Linked DNA regions of Pan troglodytes: region 2 is linked to region 1. A link is a contact called in public HiChIP or PLAC-seq data. All regions are on one chromosome and are shown on one strand. The core of a region is the stretch at or near the end of the contact, and the rest is flanking DNA. Distances in the headings are between cores, read along the strand shown. Region 1 holds the start of CDIN1 (CDAN1 interacting nuclease 1). Region 2 holds the start of MEIS2 (Meis homeobox 2).

Evidence for each region. HiChIP or PLAC-seq counts read pairs in DNA pulled down with a chosen protein or histone mark.
Region 2: a contact with region 1 is called in an H3K4me3 HiChIP or PLAC-seq map of stem cell-derived excitatory neurons, with 4 times the contacts expected there. The contact joins the promoter of MEIS2 here to the promoter of CDIN1 in region 1. A contact is called at or near these places in 1 of 7 Hi-C or Micro-C datasets (stem cell-derived neural progenitor cells) and 1 of 1 datasets of contacts at active chromatin or transcription factors (stem cell-derived excitatory neurons).

What each region holds. Positions count from the first base shown.
Region 1 is chr16:28,518,949-28,523,635 of NHGRI_mPanTro3-v2.0_pri, reverse strand. CDIN1 (CDAN1 interacting nuclease 1) reads right to left here and starts at 2,180. Exons shown (of 11, transcript XM_024349115.3): 1 at 1,086-2,180. The coding sequence starts at 1,480.
Region 2 is chr16:29,043,819-29,048,505 of NHGRI_mPanTro3-v2.0_pri, reverse strand. MEIS2 (Meis homeobox 2) reads left to right here and starts at 1,803. Exons shown (of 13, transcript XM_063794694.1): 1 at 1,803-2,222.

The sequences.
Region 1 (4,687 bases), core at 931-3,430:
ATATTGAAAAGAGACTCCTTCATTTTACAGACTAGGAAAACCAAGTCCTTCAAAAAGCGAAGTCATAACAGAACTTAAACTTATGCTTCAATTTGTACTTTGATACCTATTATCCAATTACCTTTCTTTTCTCAAGAAATTACTTTCTGTCGTGTTTGTTCAGGGACTGAATACGTCAAGGATGGGGAAGCTCTCCATTAGGAATAACCATGCTCAGTGCCACAAAACAAAATGGTACAGGTTTGGATTTGGTTTTTCATTAGGAAAAAAGTAAACAAACATTCTCTGCTTTTAACACAACATAAATACAGTGACCTGGTTGTCCTCAACTGGTTCCTCATGTAATGTTTGGGTCTCAGTTTCCACTTCATTAAAATGAGAAATCTACATAATTCCCAAAGTCCTTTCTTAGAAAGTTGGATAATTCTAAAATCGCTGAAAAAAGAAGTGTTCGGGGGAGGAAGTATGAAATACACCCGGAATGTGTGTATGCATAACATATATGGAGAAACTTTAGATCTGGTTGTTCAAATGGCCAATGACCCAAGAGTGGAATCCCTGGGTACCCTGCTCTCTGATTGGATTGAGAACCCTTGAGGTCACTTAATTCCACAGTTAACAGTACAAGCCACAGTCAAACAGTATGAAGCCGCTTTACCCCTATGCTCCCTTGTTTGTTTCCAACGGCCAATTGAAAAGGGTCCTCCATTTGCTCCTTTCGAATCTACAATTCATATTCCCACCCATCATTCATTCCTAGTATCTGTCAATTAACCTCTGGTCATTTATGAAGCACCTACTATGTTCACCCATCACCTAGCACGTACCACGTTTTCCATAAATATCTGTTGACTTGAATTTAATTGCAAGGCCTTGGGAGGCTGCCATGAACTCACCGTTAAGAGTTTTGTGTGGAAGGCGAGTGAAAGAATAAACCTTTTTTCGCCAACCTCGACCTCCTAACGCCTGACACTGGTGTTCCTCCCCACTCAATGTGTGACACGTGGTTCCTAAGCGCTGCCTGGGCGGCCCAGGCACTGCTGCTGCAGGCAAAGGGCTGTGAGAGGGGAGAGATGGACACTTACCTGGGAAACCTCTGCTTCAGCTTCCTCAGGCTCTGCCTGGTAGGCGGCACAGACACTAGGCACTGGGCTATCTCGTCGTACTGAGCTTTGGTCAGTATCATGTTGGGCCAGGGACCAAGAGGTGGCGGGAACAAGGAAAAAACACCCTGGGGCTCAAGTAGCCTTGGTGCCGAGGGATGAGGGGTAGGCAAAGCGGCACAGGCCCGGGTCCTCGCCTGCTTGGCTTGCCCCAATCCCCCCTGAAACACACCCCTAGCTGCAAAAGCGGGGCGGAGACTCGCCCGGTCCCAGGCTCCACCGGCACCTCCGCGGCGGGGACGGGCTGTACACCAGAGGGCCCGAGCTTGGCTTACTGAGCAGCCGCAGTGCTGCGGCCGAAGGCAACTAGCCGCCATGTCAGTTAAGGGCAAACCAACCAGGAAGTAGCGGCCGCCCTTGGAAAGGCGCCGCGCCAGAGTTTCAGTAGGCAGGTAGGAATCCAGGGCATCGCCCACCTAGGATCAAAGGATCAACAAGGGATGCTTTGTACTCTCCCAATTACTAGAAGCCAGGGCGGCCTGACGCACAGACCAGGCGGCAGGTCTCACGAGTGCCCCGCGATCCTTCAGCGTGAGCCCCCGAAAGCCCCTGCCAGAGCGCGCGATTTGAATACACTTCTTAACGCGCCAGTTTGAGCGCTCCTCGGAGAGTAGACTGGCCTGCCGAGAAACCATGTCTTCACTCTACCAAGTCTGTCATGGTCCGAGCAGGAAAACTCACTAGGGTCGCTGTAAACATAGTTTGGCTTGTGTTGAGGAAGCCCTACAACTTCTGTACATCGCGTGGAAGACAGTTTTGTCCTTGTTGAGAAACAGACTTGAAACAAATCCGACGTCATCAAACAGCCGGCAGTAAAGAATGTCACTTTCGGCCGGGCGCGGTGGCTCACGCCTGTAATCCCAGCGCTTTCGGAGGCCGAGGCGGGCGGATCACGAGGTCAGGAGATCGAGACCATCCTGGCTAACACGGTGAAACCCCGTCTCTACTAAAAATACAAAAAATTAGCCGGGCGTGGTGGCGGGCGCCTGTAGTCCCAGCTACTTAGGAGGCTGAGGCAGGAGAATGGCGTGAACCCGAGAGGCGGAGCTTGCAGTGAGCCAAGATCGCGCCACTGCACTCCAGCCTGCGCGACAGCGAGACTCCGTCTCAAAAAAAAAAAAAAAAAAAAAAAAAGTCACTTTCACTCCTTGCAGTTAGCTGCTCAAGGTCTAAAATCGCATCTTATTGTAACCCCAGTTCTCAGAAAATAGTAGGCGCTCAATAAATGTTTGGAGTAATGAGCCAATCTTTTTTGGTTTTCCATATGCATTATGAATGGATCTCAGTTCTCCTAAAGCAATTTGTTGGGATATCAGTCCCTCCTTTAATCTCTTTTCTAAAATCTGTTTGGTTCTTAGAAGGTCATGTGTTGTGTTTCTCTTCTGATTTCAACAATTTAAGCAAACGAAAGCAAAGGTGCTTAGACTTTAGAGAACCTGTAAGTGGTTTAAAATTTTTCATCTGGAATAATGCCTGGGTTGGAAGTTTTAGATATACCTCCTTGAATAAATTCCTTAATCCATCGAAGCCTCATTTCTTTTGTCTGTAAAACTGATTTAATTCATGGAGGTGTTTTATTTGTGTATGTTTGATGTAGAGATGGAGTCTTACTCTGTCGTCCAGGCTGGAGTGCAGTGGCTCCATTGTGGCTCACTGCACCCTCGAACTCCTGGGCTCCAGCAATCTTCCCACCTCAGCCTCCCGAGTAGTTGGGACTACAGGCACATGCCACTACACCTGGCTAATTTTAAAATTTTTCTCTAGAGATGAAGTCTCGCTTTATTGACCAGGCTAGTCTCAAACTCCTGACCGGAAGTGATGCTCCAGCCTCTACCTCCCAAAGTACTGGGATTACAGGCATGAGCAACTTTGCCCGGGCATGGGCTGTTTTTAAGATTAATAGGCTGGTACAAATAAAAGATTATATAGCACGGTGTCTAGAGGATAGTCTATGTGAAATATTAGGTTGGTGCAAAAGCAACTGCGGTTTTGGCCATAAATAAATAGGCTAAGTAAGACTACTTGATAAAAATGGACAGGGCGTTTACTAGGTATTGTTTTACAGGCTCCCCATGCACAGACTCGCTTAATCCTCATAACTTCCTGCGAGGCAGGTACTATTGCTGTTATCCTCCTCTTCCCTTTTGTACAGAGTGAAAAAACTAAGACATGAAAAGGTTAAGGAACTTCTAGAGGTCATGAGGATAAGTAGCAGTAGTAAGATTTAAACTCCTGAAATTTGGTTCCAGAGTCAGTGCTCTTGCCAACTTTCAGTAATGCTTAATTACTACATCAAATAGTCACACTGTCTTAAGCCAAAGGTTAAGGATTTTTTATTAAAGGGAATATTGTACATTTCAAAGAATCTTTTAGCCTGGGTTTTTAAAAACTTCACTACTTTTAATTTTCTGAGGCATCTCAAAATCCAATACCAACAGTGGATCCTGAATTTAACAACCATAGTTTTTCCTGAATATTGACATCAGAATGTTTTCTTCCCATATGCTTTGCATCTAGCTCTGATTGTGTGACATTAGTACATAACTATTTATTTATGGCAGCGTGGCCTGGAGTTGCCACCTGGCTAGTTTGTTGCTGACCCTGCCATGACTTTTACATGAAAGCTAGCTGACGATAAGCAGACACCACTTGATCCTCATTCCTTTCCCCTTCCCAACTTTACTCTTTCCTTCACAGCCATCAGATTTTTATAGAAAACAGCAGTTCAAGGATGTTTGCACCAGTTTTTTTTTTCTTCTAAAACAAAAACAAAAACAAAACGGGATACATGTACAGAACGTGCAGGTTTGTTCCATAGGTATACATGTGCCATGGTGGTATGCTGCACCTATTGACTCGTCCTCTAAGTTCCCTCCCCTCACCCCCAACCCCCCAATAGGCCCTGGTGTGTTACACCAGTTATTTTTATAGCAGCTCTTCTCTCTGGCTCTTGTCCTGCATTCACCATCACAACCCTTCAGAAAAATGCCAGGTTTGTTTTTCTGTTTTTATTTTTAACATGTTGGCAGTTTATAATTTTGACCCAAATCCAGTAGATGGTTTAGAATTAGTGCTGGGAAAAAACCACAGTTATGTTGCTGTTTTCATTGGCAGTGACACTGGTGTTGTTTATTAGGCACAAAATAGAAGCAAAGCAAAAATTTCTAGTTGTTGTTGTTTAGGTTTTTTTTTTCTTGTAATGTGAAATGGCTAGAATAAGCTGATTATTCCTCTGAGGCATCTTTTCTCCCTCCCTTAGCCTCCTCCAGCTTGCTCTCATCTCTCATCATATCCCATGCCCCTCATCTATTGCTGTTACTTCTTCTAGAGCTGCCTCTCCATTTCTGAAGTTCCACACTGTTTCTTAGTCAGCCAGCAATACCATTTCCCCACTAAATGGAGTAGAATCACAAAATGAAAACACCAAACTAAAAACCCAAAGAACAGGCTGCCTGTTTAAAATCAGCCATAAAATGTGTGGCCTTTAGCAACTGATAGCCTCTCTAATTCTGAATGTCCTCAAT
Region 2 (4,687 bases), core at 554-3,053, 530 kb before region 1:
GGCACTTATTGAACAAGACATTTAAAACAACAATAATCCTATTGGCAACGATAAACTTAAATTCTTAAATTGAATTTAAGAATAATTAGAAGAGTAAAAACTGAGTACAAACTTCTCAGCCAGCGGCGCTGCACCGGGAACTTGGACCCACCAACATCAACAGCTTTGCAAAGTCGAAAACGCTCCGCAGCGAGAGCAGACTGTTGTTTTTTCCCCTCCCCACCCCGCCGCATTCTCAAACCTCCCGGTCCCGGCTAAACTGAATTCGCGTAACTGTCGATTGAAATAAAATTCTGGAGACCAACTTTTTCTTTTCTCTTTCATCTTCTTTTCTTTTTTACTCACCTTCTCTTAAATGTCGACGAGCAACTCAGCAACAAATAAGGATACTTTTAATCTTGGAGTTCTTCTAGGAAAAAAAAGAGGACGTGGAGGAAGTACCCTCCCCCCAACCTTCAGATTTCCTACCCGTAGGCTCTAGCAGGCTTGAAGCCCGGCAAAAAAGAGTGGCTGAAAACCTGGGCTACACTCTCCGCCCTGAAGCTCCGTGAGTCCGGCCGTCCCTGCTCGGGCCATTGGGCAGAAACCGCGCGGCCCGCAGCCCCTCTCCGTGGCGTCGCGCTATCCGCGCCTCTGCCAGCCCCTTCGCACTATCTTTCTTTATATGTGAGGGCCGATTTCCCGCAGACATCATTGTTATGATGGCTCATTTAATCAAACTGTTTAATTGCTCTGGTAATCACTATCATCATCACAGGTGCTCAATCATTCATCATTTTTGGAGGGCTTTATTGACCTCCGGAGTTCATTCCTCAGCCCTATTAAAACGAGGCCAAATTTCTCCGACTCCGCTTGGAGTCTCTGCAGGCTGCAATCTTAGCCTAGTTTCTGTTGCTCGAAAGCTTACAGTGAAGCAGGGAACATGGAACGGGGGCCAAAAAAAAGAGCCCTCCCACCCGCCCTCCTCCCCGCGCTCTCTCGCGCTCTCTCTCTCTCTCTCTCTCTCACACACACACACACACACACACACACACAGAGTACTTTATTCTCTCTAATCAACCTCCCCCATCCCACCCTCCCTCCGCGGGAAAGTCGGATAGACGCGGCTCGCGGAAGACACTCTACTCTCCACTTCCCAGAATGGGTTCAAAGTTGGGGAGGGATGCGGCCGTTGGAGAACAACAGTCCGCTTTCCACTCTCTGGGCCAGGGACTGGGAGGGCGAGAGCGAGAAGTTGGGGAGAGGACGCGCTTCCAGCGCCTGTCCGCCCGGCCGCGCCACAAGGGGCCGAGGGGCACGAGGGCTGCTGGGCTGCAAGGCTTGCGCTGGGTGACCGTGGCTCCGCCCCCAACTCCGGGCTCGTAGTGATTGACGCGCGGCCGCCGGGAAACCAGCCGCGCAGAGGTGAAGCCTGGTGCAGCTTGGGCCAGGGAGGACAAGGCACCGGCCACAAATAGTTTCCACCCAAACGGTGTGGGGTAGTTCCCTTCCTTTCCTTTTCCTTTTTGGAAAAGTTCTTTCGGAGCTGGCCCCATCTCCCTGACCCCGCGAAATCGCCCCTGTGTAATTAACACAGCCATTAGCAGGCGTTACCGCGGCCCGCCGCTGCGCCTCGGGCGACCACAACAAAGCTGGGCTGTGAGCGCCGGCCACTCCTCCTCGCCCTGCAACTTCTTTCTCCCCTACTCTCTCCGTCTTTTCCTCCTGTGCTTCCCAGCTCTGAGTGAGATCCACTTTGGAGACGCACACTAGTCGCGCGCGCGCACGGGCGCGCGCGCACACACACACACACACACACACACACACACACGCCCTTGGCTACATCGGACCCAGATGACTGCCTCCTCACTTCCTCCCTCCCGATTCCGCCGCGGCCCCCAAAGACTCTCGGGGTGGCCCCTTGTCCGCACCGCTTGGAGGGAGTGTGCTCTGAGTTAAGCTGGTCTCTTCTGGTCCTGGAAAAAAATGAGTATTGACAAGGTTGCTGGATCTGCGCAGAAAAGAAAGTGCCACTTAATAAAAAATTTAGCCCGGCAGTGGTACCGTCTGCAGAGCTTGCTGCCCTTGGACGTTAGCAGGAAGCCTTCGGGGTGCTGTAATCGGCGGGCAGAGGAGAGGGAGGCCGCGGAATTAAAAGGAACAAAAGCTAGAGCGCCATGCCAAACGTCCCCGGCAAGACCCAGTTAGGCAGGAGCCGGGAGTGATGGGAAAATGAACTAGAAGTAAGTTTTTTTTTTTTTTTTTTAAATGAAAAGATCTGAGGCGGTACCGTACTTTCCCTGTGGTTTTCTGCAGTTTTCCTCTCTGCGCTCTCCCTGTCCTCTTCTCTCTCCCCCTCTCCCTCTTTCCCTGTTCGCGCGCGCGCGCGCGCAACACACACGCGCGCACGCACACACATACACACACACTCACACACACAGACACACTCTCCTTTTCCTCCCCCCCGCCGTCCCCCATCCCCGTGGAGGAGCAGGCTTGCTGATTTGCTCGGGTCCGCCCGGCTCGAGCCTCCCCTCCCCCTCCCGCCCCCCCGCCTCCCCCACCCCCCCAGCCGGGGCTGTCCGATCGCACTCGTTGCATATCAGAGGCTCGGCGCGGCGCGCTCCTCCTCGCTCCCGCTCCCCACTCCCGGGATGTGTCTCCGCCGTACGACGGGCTATGGCCACCACGACTTCCGGGTTCCGTCATTTCGTTCTCCCGCCGCCGACCCGCGCCGCCAAACTGAGGCTCTTCAATAAGCCAGGCAGCAGCCAACCTGCCAACACCTACTGACACTCACTCATCTCCCAGAGAGAGAAAGAGAGCGAGAGAGAGCGAGCGCGAGAGAGCGAGCGCGAGTGAGAGCGAGCGAGCGAGCGAGAAAGAGAGAGAGGGAGAGACAAAATACCTACCAGGAAAGGGGGGGAGGAAGTCCAATTTTTGCAAACTATTCATTTTTTTTTCTTGATTTTTCTCACTGCTTTCTTTGAACAATACTTTAAAGAGAGAGGATCGTATTATAGATACCGCGGGGGCAAAGCTAAAAAAGGGGGGAGGGGGGAGGAAAAAATTCAAGAAGCAGAAACCCCTCGCGGAGTTTTACTGGAAGAAAAAAACGGGTCTGAAAGATTCCTCCTCTTCATCATCATCAACCATCATTCATTCACTACCTTGACATTCCGGGCTTTGATTGACAGCTGGAGTGGCAAAAAGCCATGAAACACGACAGTTCGGTTACATGTGGGCTGCTGACGGGCCGCTCGTAACCTTCAGTTCGGGGGCTTGACAATTTTTTTCTTCTTTTTCTTCTTTTTCTTTTCTTTCTTTTTTTTTTTCCAACTGAGGGGAAGAGAAGAGAAAGAGGGGGAAAGGAGGACCGAAGAGGAGGAGGAGGGGAGGGGGGAGGAGGAGGAGGTGGAGGAGGAGGAGGAAGATCAGGAGGAGGAGGAAGAAGAGGAAAAAAGAGAAAAAGAAGAAATATCACAGAAAAAAAAAAACTCTTCGTTGTCTAGACTGGGCTTTTTTTCCCCCCTAAAAAATAGCATATTGGAGAATTGGGAGAAGTCTCTTTGGTTTGGAAAAAAAAAAAGGAATCTTCAGCCTAGATCACTTTCTTATCCGGACTGGGATATTAAATATACGACACATCCAGGAGTTTATTGGAGCGCAGACTGATGGCGCAAAGGGTAGGTTTAAATCTCCAACACTTACCTAGATATAAATCCTCTCCTAAGAGGGGCCTGTCCCGATGCCTCCTCTCCCTTCAACGCTTCTGCTGCTGGTCGCTGCTTGATGATGGCGGCCAGTATTTTAAAAAATAGCAAAATTATTCATCGGCTTCTTTCCCTCCCGTGCCTCTGCGTGTGTGCGAGTGTGTGTGCGTGCGTGTGTGCGTGTCTGGGCGCGCGTGTTCCAGCGCTGTGCGAGCGGGCGGGCGGCGAGTGCGTGTGAGTGGTGTGTGTGTGTGTGCGTGTGCAATCGTTACACGCTTTCGCCTCGCTCCAGCTTTTACCCCAGCAGCGCGATTCCCCCGGTTCTCCTGCTGCCGCTGCTGCGCCGCTGCCGCCGTGGCTCGCGCGGCTCGGGGCGGGCACGGGCTGCGTAGGAGCCGCCGCCGGGGCCGCCGCTGGGGCCGCGCTGCCGCAGCCGCTGCGCCGCCGCCTAGACTACTAGCCTGGGCTGCTTGTTTTGTCTCTGAAATTGACAAGGACGCAGGGAATCCGCTGCTAAATAATGTTTCTGGTAACTTTCACGTTATTCGCCCCCCCACCCTCCGCTCCCTGCCCCCGGGGAGGCACTGGCCCTAGTCTTTCCTAGTCCTCGGCGTTCTCGTGCTGATTATTAGCGTTTTTCTTCTCTTTATTTTGTTTCATTTCGCCTTTTGATTTATTGGATCCTCAGAGGAGGCGAAGGGGGGTTAGGGGTGGGATCCGGGGCTTCCTCCTCACACTAACTCCACTTCTCCCTCCGTTGGCTCGCTACGGTTCTGTTGCCTCCGGCGGGAGCGGGGCCTCCCGGCGCCCCCTCAAATCCCCGGCCTCGCCGCCTCCTCTTCCTTCTCTAAACGTTGCTCTTGGTTCATGCTTTTTCATTTTTAAATTTAATAACATTTTTTCCTCACAACTTTTAACTTCGTTGTTTTGGCTGGTTTGGTTTCTGTGTGCTCAACTTGTGCTCGGTACTTTTCTCCTTTCTGACTTTGTTTTTA